Linked DNA regions of Mus musculus: regions 2 and 3 are each linked to region 1. The links are chromatin contacts, called in public HiChIP or PLAC-seq maps. All regions are on one chromosome and are shown on one strand. The core of a region is the stretch at or near the end of the contact, and the rest is flanking DNA. Distances in the headings are between cores, read along the strand shown. Region 1 holds the start of Scrn3 (secernin 3). Region 2 overlaps Rapgef4 (Rap guanine nucleotide exchange factor (GEF) 4). Region 3 holds the start of Hoxd12 (homeobox D12).

Region 1 (3,577 bases), core at 434-2,933:
CTTTTTAAAGGTTTATTTTTACTATTTGTGTGTGTGTGTGTGTGTGTGTTTACACTAAGAATGGGGATGCCCGAGAAAGCTAGAAGTGGGCCTCAAATCCCCTGGAGCTGGAGTTAGAGGTTGTAAGGCTTCGTGCACGGCCACCTTGTGTGTTAGGAACGGAACTCAAGTCTTCAGGGAAAGCACTGAGCTATCTTAACCATTGTTCTCTCTCTCTAACCCAGTTCCCTTCTTTTATAAGAACCAAATCATGCTGGGGGTGGTGGTGCACACCTTTGATCCCAGCACTTGGGAAGCAGAGGCAGATCTCTGAGTTCCAGACCACCCTGGCCTACAGAGTGAGTTCCAGGACACCCAGAGCTACACAGAGAAACCCTGAAAAAAAACAAACAGGAAGAACCAATTCTTAGCATAGTTTTATATGGGAGCATCCTAAATATTTTAAAACAAAATAAAAAATATAAATACAATAAATGTTTTATTGAAAGGAAAGCAAAGCAGGATATGATAGCCCACCTGCAATCTCAGGACTCGGCAGGATGAGCTAGAGTTTAAAGCTAGCCTATGTCTCAAAATGACTCAAGAAACAAGTTCACCATGGAACAAGTAAAGGGTCTTCTCCATCTCAAAGATGGGAAGACGTACCAGTTTTTCTTTTGTGTCGCCCCTCTAAATTTCTTGATCTCCTGCTTACTGTGCTCCAAAGTTAGCTACTCCAACACATAATTTAGGCAGGCTATTAATTCTCCTTTTTTCCAGGCCCGTCAGTATTAAAATAAATAAGTAAATAATTATTAAAACACCACCTAGAAGGTGAAAACCCAGCTTGGTGGTGCATGCCTGTAATTGAAGATTGAGCGTTACGTGGACCGCGCCACGAATAACACAAGATAAAAAAACAAAAAACTGGCACACAGCCAACACCCAAATGAAAGCTGACATCCGTTGTACCTTGGCATTCTTATCCTCACCAGACTAAGTGACTATCCTCAGTGGACTAAGCCTTGCTTACCCGAAACTGGGATGGCGGCAACAGCTAAGAAACCCGCACCCAGGGAGAAAGTCGTTGGCCCTAACATGTTCTCATCATTCACGATGTTTGCTGAGCAAACTTCTGCATGGCTAGAAATAACGGAAGGGAGCTGGGTGTAGTGGCGCAGGCCTTTAATCCCAGGCCTGGGAAGGCAAAGGCAGACGGATCTGTTAGTTCAAGGGCAACCAATGCTACATGGCGAGGTATACATAATGATAATAATAATAATAATAATATTATTATTATTATTATAATTATTATTAAACCTTAACAGTAATTGGAAAGGAAGAGCCTAGGTTCTTGAGCTTCTAACAGTCTATTCCCGTGCTTTTGGTAACACCAATCTTCCGAGGCTCACAAACGTCCTACAGTTGCCGGGAGACAACTTAATCTACATGGGAACTGCGCGGCAAAAGAAAATTTTTTTGCAACTGGAGTCGGCGTTGCCAGAAAGTGCTGGGCTCGAACCTCGAGACCTCGCTTGTTCGGGCTGACCGCGCTCGGATCGAAGCTGACGCAGCAGAGCCCGCCGCCGCTCGCGACCCCGCAGAGAGCGAGCATCGCGCACAGGGGGTTCCCCAAGCTTACCTCTGCTGCGCACGCGCGGACGCCGCCAAAGCCGCGGCAGCCACCAGAAGCGACTGCCGGAAGAGAGCAAGAGGGGCGGTGCCAAGCGTCAAACCACGGAAGTAGTCATCCTCCCGACCTCGGAAGTTCTCGCCCAAACTTGCCTAGCAGTTCCGGTGAAGCTCCGGGAGTTTGTTTACGTTCCGAGAAGACCTAGCGGTTGGCTTCTCCGACTCAGACGCCAAGATGGGGAAGTCATTCGCCAATTTCATGTGTAAGAAGGACTTCCATCCTGCGTCCAAATCCAACATCAAGAAGGTGAGTAAAGGCATCCGGAGAGGGCAGAGATTGCTAAGCTCCCTGGGAGGGTCGTATCCTCCTCACGGCTGGAGTCGTCGATCTTTCCCCCTTGCAGGAATGATCCCCCAAGTCCCGCCTGTCAGTCAGTGGGGAGACCCACGCATGGTTTGATAACACTGTCCGTTCAGGATCCGTCTCCTACAGCCCCAAGCCGGTGAACTCTGCTCTGGGTCGAGACTCCTGCTTAACGGAGATCTTCTGGCAGAAATCCTCCCTCTGCTCACTCTCCATCCCGTAGTGTGTTTCTGATGGCTGCGTTCAAGTTGAGCGTTTTAAACAATCACAGGGCAACCAGTTGCTGGACACAGAAGGGCCGTGGCGAGAATTACAGCGCCAAAGAATGGCGACGGGAGAGTGCTTGGGCTTTGGATTCTTAGTTCAGTACAGTTACATGTAGCCCTGAGGCCTCGCACAAAATAGTCAATGATGTGAGCATTAGCCTCGTACACTGTTGATCAAGAATTATCAGTGTCAGTTGCCCTAGTTTGTAAAAATTTTAGGGAGATTAGATGAGATAGTATGGCCAATGACTAGAAACTCGAAATGAAGGCTTAGCACTGTGTGTTAAGAAAAGTACTCAAGTACTCAAAAGTACACAAACTTATGAGAATATATTTCGCTTTTGTTTCCAAACCAGTTGTGGGTCCTGTATATTACCATACATCTAAAGAATGTATATATTAGCATGCATGTACATTAGGATATCTGTGGAAGAAAGTGCAAGAAATGCTAACACTGGTTATCTGCAAATATAGTTACTTAGGTTTTTAAGTCCCTTGGGAGTGGGGAGGGCTTGCCAGATCTCAGCCTTACTCCTTGACCCCAAAAGTCTTGTTCTGTTTATTTTGTAGTACTCCTAATCCCCACGAGTGTATTTCTTTATGTGTTTCATAGCCTCTATTTGAGGTGGGATCTCCTGCAGTCTAAGCTGGCTTCAAACTTGCTGTCTAGGGAGGATAGCCCTGAACTCCTTGTCCTTCTGCCTCCAACCCCCTGCCCCCACCCCCAACCCCCACCCCCGCATGCTGGGATTACAGGTGGAAGCCACTGCAATCAACTACCACTTCTCCTAGGTCATAAAGTAGTTTATAATATGCAGGAGAAGCATTGTGAGCACTTTGACAATGGAGCTGCATCTTATTTTTAATTCAGTTACTGGAATTGAGTCTTGAGCAGTCGAGACTAATGAAAATAACTGTACAGTCTAAAGCTTGAGATACACGGTAATTTTTCTGTTTTGGTTGGGGTCTTACTGTGTAGTTCTGACTGGTCTGGAATACTTAGTAGTCCTACCTCAGCCTCTTGAGTTCTAGGATTATGGACATGGGCCAACACACTCAGCTAAACACAGTGAAAACAGCTAAAGGGCAGGTGCCATCCTGGAAGAAGCCAGGGAACTCTATCCACAATGCTCAGGTCCAAGACACCCGTCTTCTCTTCTAAGTGCTGTGAGCATCTTTTCATTTCAGTGTATTAGATGTGTTTCATTATAGAAGACAAGTGGGCTGGAGGGCTGTCAAAATTGCTAGTGGCTAAAACACTTGTTGCACAAGTGTAAGGATCAGAGTTTGGATCCACCATCCCTTGGTAATCCTAGCCTTCATGAAAAGAAGACAG
Region 2 (3,664 bases), core at 235-2,734, 1.1 Mb after region 1:
GGGCAGGGAGGGGAGCGAGGGAGGACAGGACAGTGGACACAGAAATGTCAGTGTCACACTGGATTTTCATGCTGATTTCTGGAACGCTCCTCCTTTCCACCTCCGCACTGCTACGCGCTTTGGAAATCCTCTAATAATAATAAAGCAAAGGAAACCAAAAGGCCCAAGTACCAGTGAGCAAACAAACCCGGGGGGCATCACGGACAGGAATTAGATCAGAAGCAGAAACCTGGATGCAAATTACTCAATATCAATTACGAATTATTTTAGGGGGCTGCGTTAGTCATTATTTTGAGGGATCTATTCGGGGTGCCCTCCAACCCTCCAATCAACAAGAGCAAGTTGATTTTGAGATTGAACGTGAGTTAAAGTCGGAATGCAGACAGTGTAAGCGCTTGCTGTAGATGGGCAGAACACATGAAGATCGTGTAGGTATCCCCAGTAGCACCCAGACCCTGCCTTCCTGCTTGGCGGGATGATGGGAAGGGAATATAACAATGCAAAGAGCATTCTCTCGTGTTCAGGAAGCAGAGACAGGATGGAGCTCGGAGCAAACCCAGCTTCCTTAGCCCCTTCACCTCTGTGCCTTTCTTGCCTGCTCGAGGCTGTGGAGGAGGTGCATAGAGATGGCAAGAGCCCCTCATCAGCATCAGCGGGTCTTACCTCCTGCCTGAGGGATGGACGAGAAGTGATAGCAGACGATCCTGAGGACATGGGGACAGAGCAAGTGTGGCAGCCCTGGAGGTTGAACTCCGGGCCGTATGAGCGCTAGGCAAGTGCTCTCCTACGGAGGCACAGCTCGAATATATGAACAGGACTCTCTACATGAGGAGGAGCGTATGGCCAGATAAATCGGGAAGCGGAGTGGGGAGAGTATTCTACACCTTTCTGGTGTTTACTATGTCCCCAACAATGAGGTGGGTGCGGAATGAGGCTCCTTGTTTACTTGCTCCTGCTAGTTAATACCACCTCTACACTGCAGGTGGAGAAACTGGCAAACACTAGAGAATGCGACTGTGCGGCTGATTTTTGTTTGTTTGATGTTTGTTTTTGTTTGCCTATGCAGCAAGATGCTCTATGTGTAGAAGGGACCAGGTCTGGCTGTCAACAGCCCATTTTGAACAGGAAATTCACTGTGTAATTAAAAGTCTTCCTCTTCAAGGAGGCTTTCGAAAGCAGTTTTTATTTGAATAAGGGTATAAATGCACTCCTTAACTGACCCCTGAATGAGCCTGTTACTTCACGTGTTGTCTGGATAGCGAGATCCACGGGCTACGCGTCGGATTGTCAGAACTTCCATTCTGAAGCACTTTGTTTATTCTCTGGCTCTCCTTGTTTGGACTTCCCTTAGGTAGGGTGTTCCGCCTGATCACGTAGACAAAAGACCCACGGGCAAGCCACACAAGCTGTCACCTCAACAGAGAGCAAGTGTCTTCTTTCAGGCTTTGCCTGGCTGGCCAGTCACACCCCACAAGATCTTTCTTTGGTCCCTGACGCCCTCTAGTGGTTCAGCTCTGTGCTTTCCTTACCCAGCCTATATTTGCCACAGAACTCAGGAGTGGGGGCAGGGGACTGAAGAGGAAAAGAGGGCTTAGAAACCTCTGGATGGCCCCAGTTTTGCCCAAAACACCAGATTCTGGCTTTACATCATACCAGAAACAGGCAGGTGTCTACGACCTGAGCCCTTGCTCTATAGGGGTTAAGAGCGATTGAGACCAGATGGCACAACCTTTGTCAGTTTATGGCAAGCAGAAGCTACTCCCGTTCTGATCAAAAACTCACCCCAGTTGGCTACATTGTATCAGTCAGCAGGTTGTTTTAAACTTGTGAGAGAAAATTTTTTCCCTAATACCAAGTCTGCATTTAGAACAACCAAAGCAAGGGCCAGGGGTGGAGGAACTTTTTTGCTGCTCTTCCTGTGAACAAGCTGGGGACTGTTGAGCAGGAAAACTAGTCTAAAGAAAAGGGCATGGCCCCAACATGAACAGGACAATCGTCTCAAATTACTGAATTCTCACAACCCAGGGACCAAGACATCCCCCAAAGTGGGTATCATGGTAACTGCATCATCCAGACCACTGACTTAATATCAGCATCCATGAAGCATCCACTGTTCAGTGGCTTGGGCAGAGTCAGGCAGTTTTTCAAGCTTCAAGTGTATACATAAACTAACCTAGGTTTCTCGGGATGGGGCGGGGCATAAATCAGAAAAATAACATTATTGCCACCAATGTGATGATGTTCTCTGAGTTTAAAAAGAACAACTTCCACAGAGACAGATACCCTCAACTGTGTGTCTGCAGACACGGTTGTTGATATGTTGTTAAGGTTGATGAGAACATCAGCCATAAAATTTACTCCCAGGCTCTCCTTTTATTTCCAGTCAGTCTGGGGAAGTAACCTCTTAGGAGAGAGAAGCTTTGCGTTCTTTTGGAAGATGACTTTGTGGTGTATTCTTTTGTACCCAGTGCACGATACAAATAGCTTGCTACAAATGTTCACACGTGCATTATCTTTAAATTATGTAAGAAATTTGGACCGGATGGCAGGACACCAGTAGAAAACCGGTACAGTATTAAAATAAAAGTCAGACACACAGTCTCTTCTATCACCTTTGGTTTGAGTTTTCATTCCACTGAATTCATAAAGGGGAAGGCACCTCGAACTGAAGACTTACAGATAGCACCTCATATTTACTGATAGTAACTGTGACATAAATAGTAGCCATTCTGTATTGTGTAAGGAATTCCCACGGGCGTGAGACAGATGGATATGTCCTGATGCAAGCCCCCACTCTGCGTATTTTGTCACCCATGCAGCACACTACTCTCGTTTGATAAGAGAATCTAGGAAGAATGGGGACCAGAGGTGTGGAAGGCGGCCAAGTTGAACTTCCCTTTAAGGTAGTGGTTCTCAACCTATGAGTCATAACCTCTTCAGGGTGGGGGAATGTGGGTTGTCAGCTCCTTCAGAGGGGTCAGATATCAGATATTTACATTCAGATTCATGACAGTAGCAATATTATAGTTATGAAGTAGCAACAAAAATAATTTTACAGTTGGAGGTCACCACAACATGCGGAACTGTACTGAAGGGCTACAGTGTTAGGAAGGTTGAGAGTCATGGGTTTAAGGAGTCCTTGAGCAAGCGAAATGCCTCCATCCCTTAAACAGGGTTGTTGTAAGGATTAGAGACAATCTACAAAGCATACAGTGCTTATTTAATAATATGTTTCTTCCTGTCTTCTTCTCAAATATGTTGACTTACCCAGATGAAAACATCGGAGTCATAGGCTTTTAGTGGAAACAATAGGAACTCATCAGTTTGGGTGAGCGCGCTGATAAAGGGAACCCCACTGTACTTGCCAACAAAGGGAAATGCTCCCTCAACATATTATTTGGTGATGTTTCCTTAGTAAACAAACATTCATCTGCTTTTCTTATACACAGATTGGAAATGAATCCCCACTTAAAAAAACAGCAAGCCCCGATCTCCTAGAGGCTCACTGCTAAGTCTCTTGTCTCACCACACAAATGTTGGTACATTTTGTGCAACAGTCTTAGGAAGGGAGTTACAGCAAACGCTGAAACGGAGCCCGGGTGCTCCGGAAACGACCCCAGTTAAACAAACAGGAAGCTCCAGAAATGTGAAGTGAGACTTCCAT
Region 3 (3,770 bases), core at 957-3,456, 1.4 Mb before region 1:
TTCTGATGGAGTTGGTGGGTGGTGGAGAGGATGGGGAAGAAGTGCTGGTTTTCTGTCCTTCAAGAGCAGCAACTACAGTCTGAGAATCTGAGAGGTTTCTTCTCCCACCCTTCAGACTCCTCAAGGAGGCATTTTTTTTGGGGGGGGGGTCTCTTCCTGTGGTGATACATTAAGGAAATTCAAGAAAGACAGACATATGGATAACTTCATTCATTCAAGAGGAGAGTCGTGGTTACAGAGTGCAGATCCTCCTCCGCCTCGCTTACTCTTCTTTCTTCCCTGTGCAGCCAAGCCTCAAAACAGGCCAGCAGCTCCCCTCACCCATAGCTCAGTTCTGGGGATCTAGTTACAGAGTGCTTGGCCTTGGCTCAGGGATAGGTGAGGCTGGAGCAGGGGAATTATGACAGTCTAGAGACCATACTTTGTTTTGGAGTCCCAGTTTCTCTCCCTGTCTCTGAGAAGGAGATCTTCCAGCCTGTTTTACTCAGCAGGAGAACCTTTGAAGCGCTGAGGTTCCAGGGTATCCTTTCCTCCCCCCCCCCCCACAAGTCTGAAGGTCTAGGGTAGCTTTTGTCCTCCCAAATCATTCAGGGCAGATGGGGGTTGTGGAATCAGGCCCTTTCCTTCCTGCAGAGTGGAGAGCCCAGCTTTGTCACAAAGGGCTTCTGCTGCGAAGGGGCTAGAGTTATCCCCAGCCCCTTGCACTGCAGCGGGGTCTCAGGGCCTTTCTACCTGCACTTATACCCGGAGCTCTAGCTAGGCTCCTGTTTCATGCAGAAAGAGCTGGATAGAGAAAGAAAAAGAAAAAGAACACGTTGAAAACCGGAAAAAACAAACCCTCATACAGTGTTTCAATAGTGAGCCCCGGATGTAAACATCATAGACAAGGACAGGTGACCCCCAGACACCATGCTGAATGTTTAAAGCCAGTGTTAGATTGCAATTCCCAAACACCTCTCAGGAGGGTCCCAAAGAGAGCTGAAAGCGAAGGGGGCTCCACTGGCCTCATCTCCAAATCTCCTCCTGGTTCCTCAGCTACAGACTGAGCCGAAGGGCGCCCAGGACCAGAGGAGTGGGAGGGAAATCTGCAGCCCCAACACCTCCTCCACAGCCAGGCCTTGGTCCAAAAGGGCAGGCTTGGCAAGGCCTCAGGCCCCCGTGGGCAGCTAATAGAGGGCCAGTGCTTGCTCGCGCTGCACTACCCGCTTCTTCTTCATACGCCGGTTCTGGAACCAGATTTTGACCTGCTGGTCGCTGAGGTTCAGCCTGTTAGACAATTCCTTACGCTTCTGCCGGTTGATGAATTCATTGACCAGGAATTCGTTCTCCAGCTCCGCAATCTGCTGCTTTGTGTAGGGTTTCCTCTTCTTGCGGGCCCTCCCCGGGGCCGCCCCCCACGGCAGGCCTGCAACAGAGCCCCGACCCATGTCAGCTCGCTCAGATCAACTGCCCGCCCCACAGACGTTCACCACTGCTGGCGGGTCTCCTCCCTGTCCAACTGTCCCTGACACCCCACCTCCCGTCCCTGCCTAAACTGGCTTGGGGGAGCATGGGCACTGTTTACCGTCGGGCAGTGAAGATCGCAGGCAAGAGGCCACCCCGGCCACTTGCACTGCCATGTTCAAGTTGAGCGGGCCTTTGGTGTCTTCCTTGAAGCTGGAGGCACAGGGGGCCCCCTGGAGCAGGGTCGCAGAGCCTGGAGCGGTCCGGCCCACACCCGCGTAGTCATACTTGGTGCCTTTGAGAGCCGAATGAACCAGACTAGACTCGGGGGCGAAGGGCGGCCTAGTCCGGCTGCGTTCCTCAGATGCGGTGGGCGCATCAGGCGTATAGAACTTGACCTGGTCTTCGGGTCCGTCCTTGGCGCCTGGAGACTGCAGGCCAATTGGCCCAGAGCCGGTCAAGTAAGGCTGAGAGAAGCCTCCAAAGGCAGAGGCGGTGGCAGGCTGCGCAGGGGTGCATGAGGCGGGCGTAGTAGCCCAGGGCAGCGCGCTGCGAGGGTATGAGATGGGGGGAAGCGCGGCCAACTGGCTGCCATTGGCTCTCAGGTTGGAAAAGTAGAAAGAGTCCGGTGACTGTAAATTCAGAAGCGAGCCCACATAGCCAGCTCTGTAGAGACTGCGCTCACACATCTCCAACAAAGGGCCTCGGCTGTGCTCGCAACAGTATTTAGTTACAACCCGGAATAGGAGGACGGGCTCAGAGGATTGGACAAAACTTTGCCTGCAGGTTCTTCAAAGCCGGTCATTTCAGCACCGCCTACATCCCCCGACCCGTCCCCACCCCCACCCCCTTTCAGGGTATTATGATAACACTCAATGTTCGACGGCGAAGGACGAGGCTGCTAGCAGAGCCAAAGCCTGTTGAGGGAGGGCGAAGCCCTTGAAAGTTTCCAGACCTCTTTCAGGAGCCGGTGACATTGGGATGAGGGTGCCTTTGCCCAAGTGTCTCTTGGGAGTTTTCCTGCTCTGGGTTAGTCTTCCCAGCCCTTATTTCGCAGGCTGCCTGGGCCGGGCTTTGCGTCTACAAACTTTAAGTTGCAATTCAGACGTTTTCCAATAAGGGTACCTGGGCTTGACTGGAGAAGAGCTGGCAGTGGCACGGACTGCTCCTGGATCTGAGCAACCAATCCTTTTTTATAGAAAGGGCCTCTAAAGTGGTCTCTGCCAAAGGCACTTGGCAGCAAGGACCCATTCACTTGACCCTGTAGCCCCAGGTCACAGACAATACAAGAGGTTGACCAAACAAAGGTGAAAGGCGGCACAAACTGCTCAAGTGTGGTACCTAAGGAATCTTCACGCTGTTCCTGACATTTGTTCCCAGGAACTGTGCTCATAGCGTTGTTATCCAGTCCCCTCAGGCAATTCCGCAGTCCGAGGAGCCAATCTTGTGAAAAATTACATTTCTTTTCTCTCCTGGGGTCATCTTGGTGACTATTCCCTACTAGCCAAGCTCCTAGCCGTCCAACTGAGAGTTGGAGGGGCAGAAAAGTCCGAGCCACCTGGCTGAGGAGGCACAGTCGCACAGGAACAATCAGCTAGCTGAGTCTCTTTTGTCGGTGCCTCCAGGCACGCGGGCCGCTGCGGGTTCACTGTCTGGGCAAAACAGGCAACGCTCCGTGTGTGTAGTAAGTGTGCTTAACCCCTGAGGCAGGGCCTTCTGGATGGTCCAGAGGGAATAAGGCTTTTCTCCTCAAGAGACTGTGTTGTGGGAGCCCGCGCTAGCCTAAAGCAGGACCCATGGTCCATGAGCCAAGCTGGAACTGGTTAGGCCCCCAGCTCTGGCAAGGAGACCACACAGGCGCCGCCGGAGGGCAAGGCTGACCACCTCGCTGGGACTTTATTGTGTGAGTTACGGCGACCAATTGGGCGGCTCTCAGGACGCAATCGTCCTCTTCCTCCAGCTCTGGGGCGGGAGGAGGGTGGGGGTGGGGGAAGTCTAAGGATCCTGGGGCATTACTAGAGTTTCCTCCTTTTCAGGAATTGGGACTCCATACTTTCTTTTCTGGTAGGTGGGAGGAGGCAGAAGTTTTAAGTCGGTTTTTAGAAGCCTTAGATTAGGTATTCGATAGCTTTCATTTTGAAGAATTCTCTCCTTTCTACTGGAGCATCCTCTGGCCTGAATTTTCAGTTCTAATAGTTCCAGCACTCTCAGAGCCCCTGCCTCCTGCACAGAGATTCCTAGGTAGTTACAGGCCTAAGGGTGCATCCTTAGACTATGGCTGCCTTATAATTATGTTTGCTTCTCAGGACCAAATACATAAGTGTGAA

What was found. HiChIP or PLAC-seq counts read pairs in DNA pulled down with a chosen protein or histone mark.
Region 2: a contact with region 1 is called in an H3K4me3 HiChIP or PLAC-seq map of the SCID.adh cell line, with 6 times the contacts expected there. The contact joins the enhancer-like site here to the promoter of Scrn3 in region 1. A contact is called at or near these places in 14 of 39 promoter capture datasets (the 3T3-L1 cell line, the C10 cell line, the HPC-7 cell line and 9 more) and 11 of 115 datasets of contacts at active chromatin or transcription factors (the SCID.adh cell line, acute myeloid leukemia, embryonic forebrain and 5 more).
Region 3: an H3K4me3 HiChIP or PLAC-seq map of stem cell-derived neural progenitor cells shows a contact between it and region 1, with 2.9 times the contacts expected there. The contact joins the promoter of Hoxd12 here to the promoter of Scrn3 in region 1. A contact is called at or near these places in 3 of 115 datasets of contacts at active chromatin or transcription factors (embryonic hindbrain, forebrain and stem cell-derived neural progenitor cells).

What each region holds. Positions count from the first base shown.
Region 1 is chr2:73,310,758-73,314,334 of GRCm38.p6, reverse strand. Scrn3 (secernin 3) reads right to left here and starts at 1,683. Exons shown (of 8, transcript NM_029022.1): 1 at 1,622-1,683. It overlaps Cir1 (corepressor interacting with RBPJ, 1), which reads left to right and starts at 1,743. Exons shown (of 10, transcript NM_025854.3): 1 at 1,743-1,918. The coding sequence starts at 1,847.
Region 2 is chr2:72,201,646-72,205,309 of GRCm38.p6, reverse strand. The region is part of intron 15 of Rapgef4 (Rap guanine nucleotide exchange factor (GEF) 4); the gene reads right to left. Among named protein-coding and RNA genes, the nearest start is that of Map3k20, 82 kb to the left of the region's middle. Within about 2 kb of position 1,484, at least 42 of the 459 cell types and tissues checked have an H3K27ac peak or open chromatin away from gene starts, as enhancers often do. A contact at or near this core is called in the SCID.adh cell line and acute myeloid leukemia, where this site is marked.
Region 3 is chr2:74,673,449-74,677,218 of GRCm38.p6, reverse strand. It overlaps Hoxd12 (homeobox D12), which reads right to left and starts at 2,206. Exons shown (of 2, transcript NM_008274.3): 1 at 1,565-2,206; 2 at 1-1,405. The coding sequence starts at 2,132. The coding sequence ends at 1,167.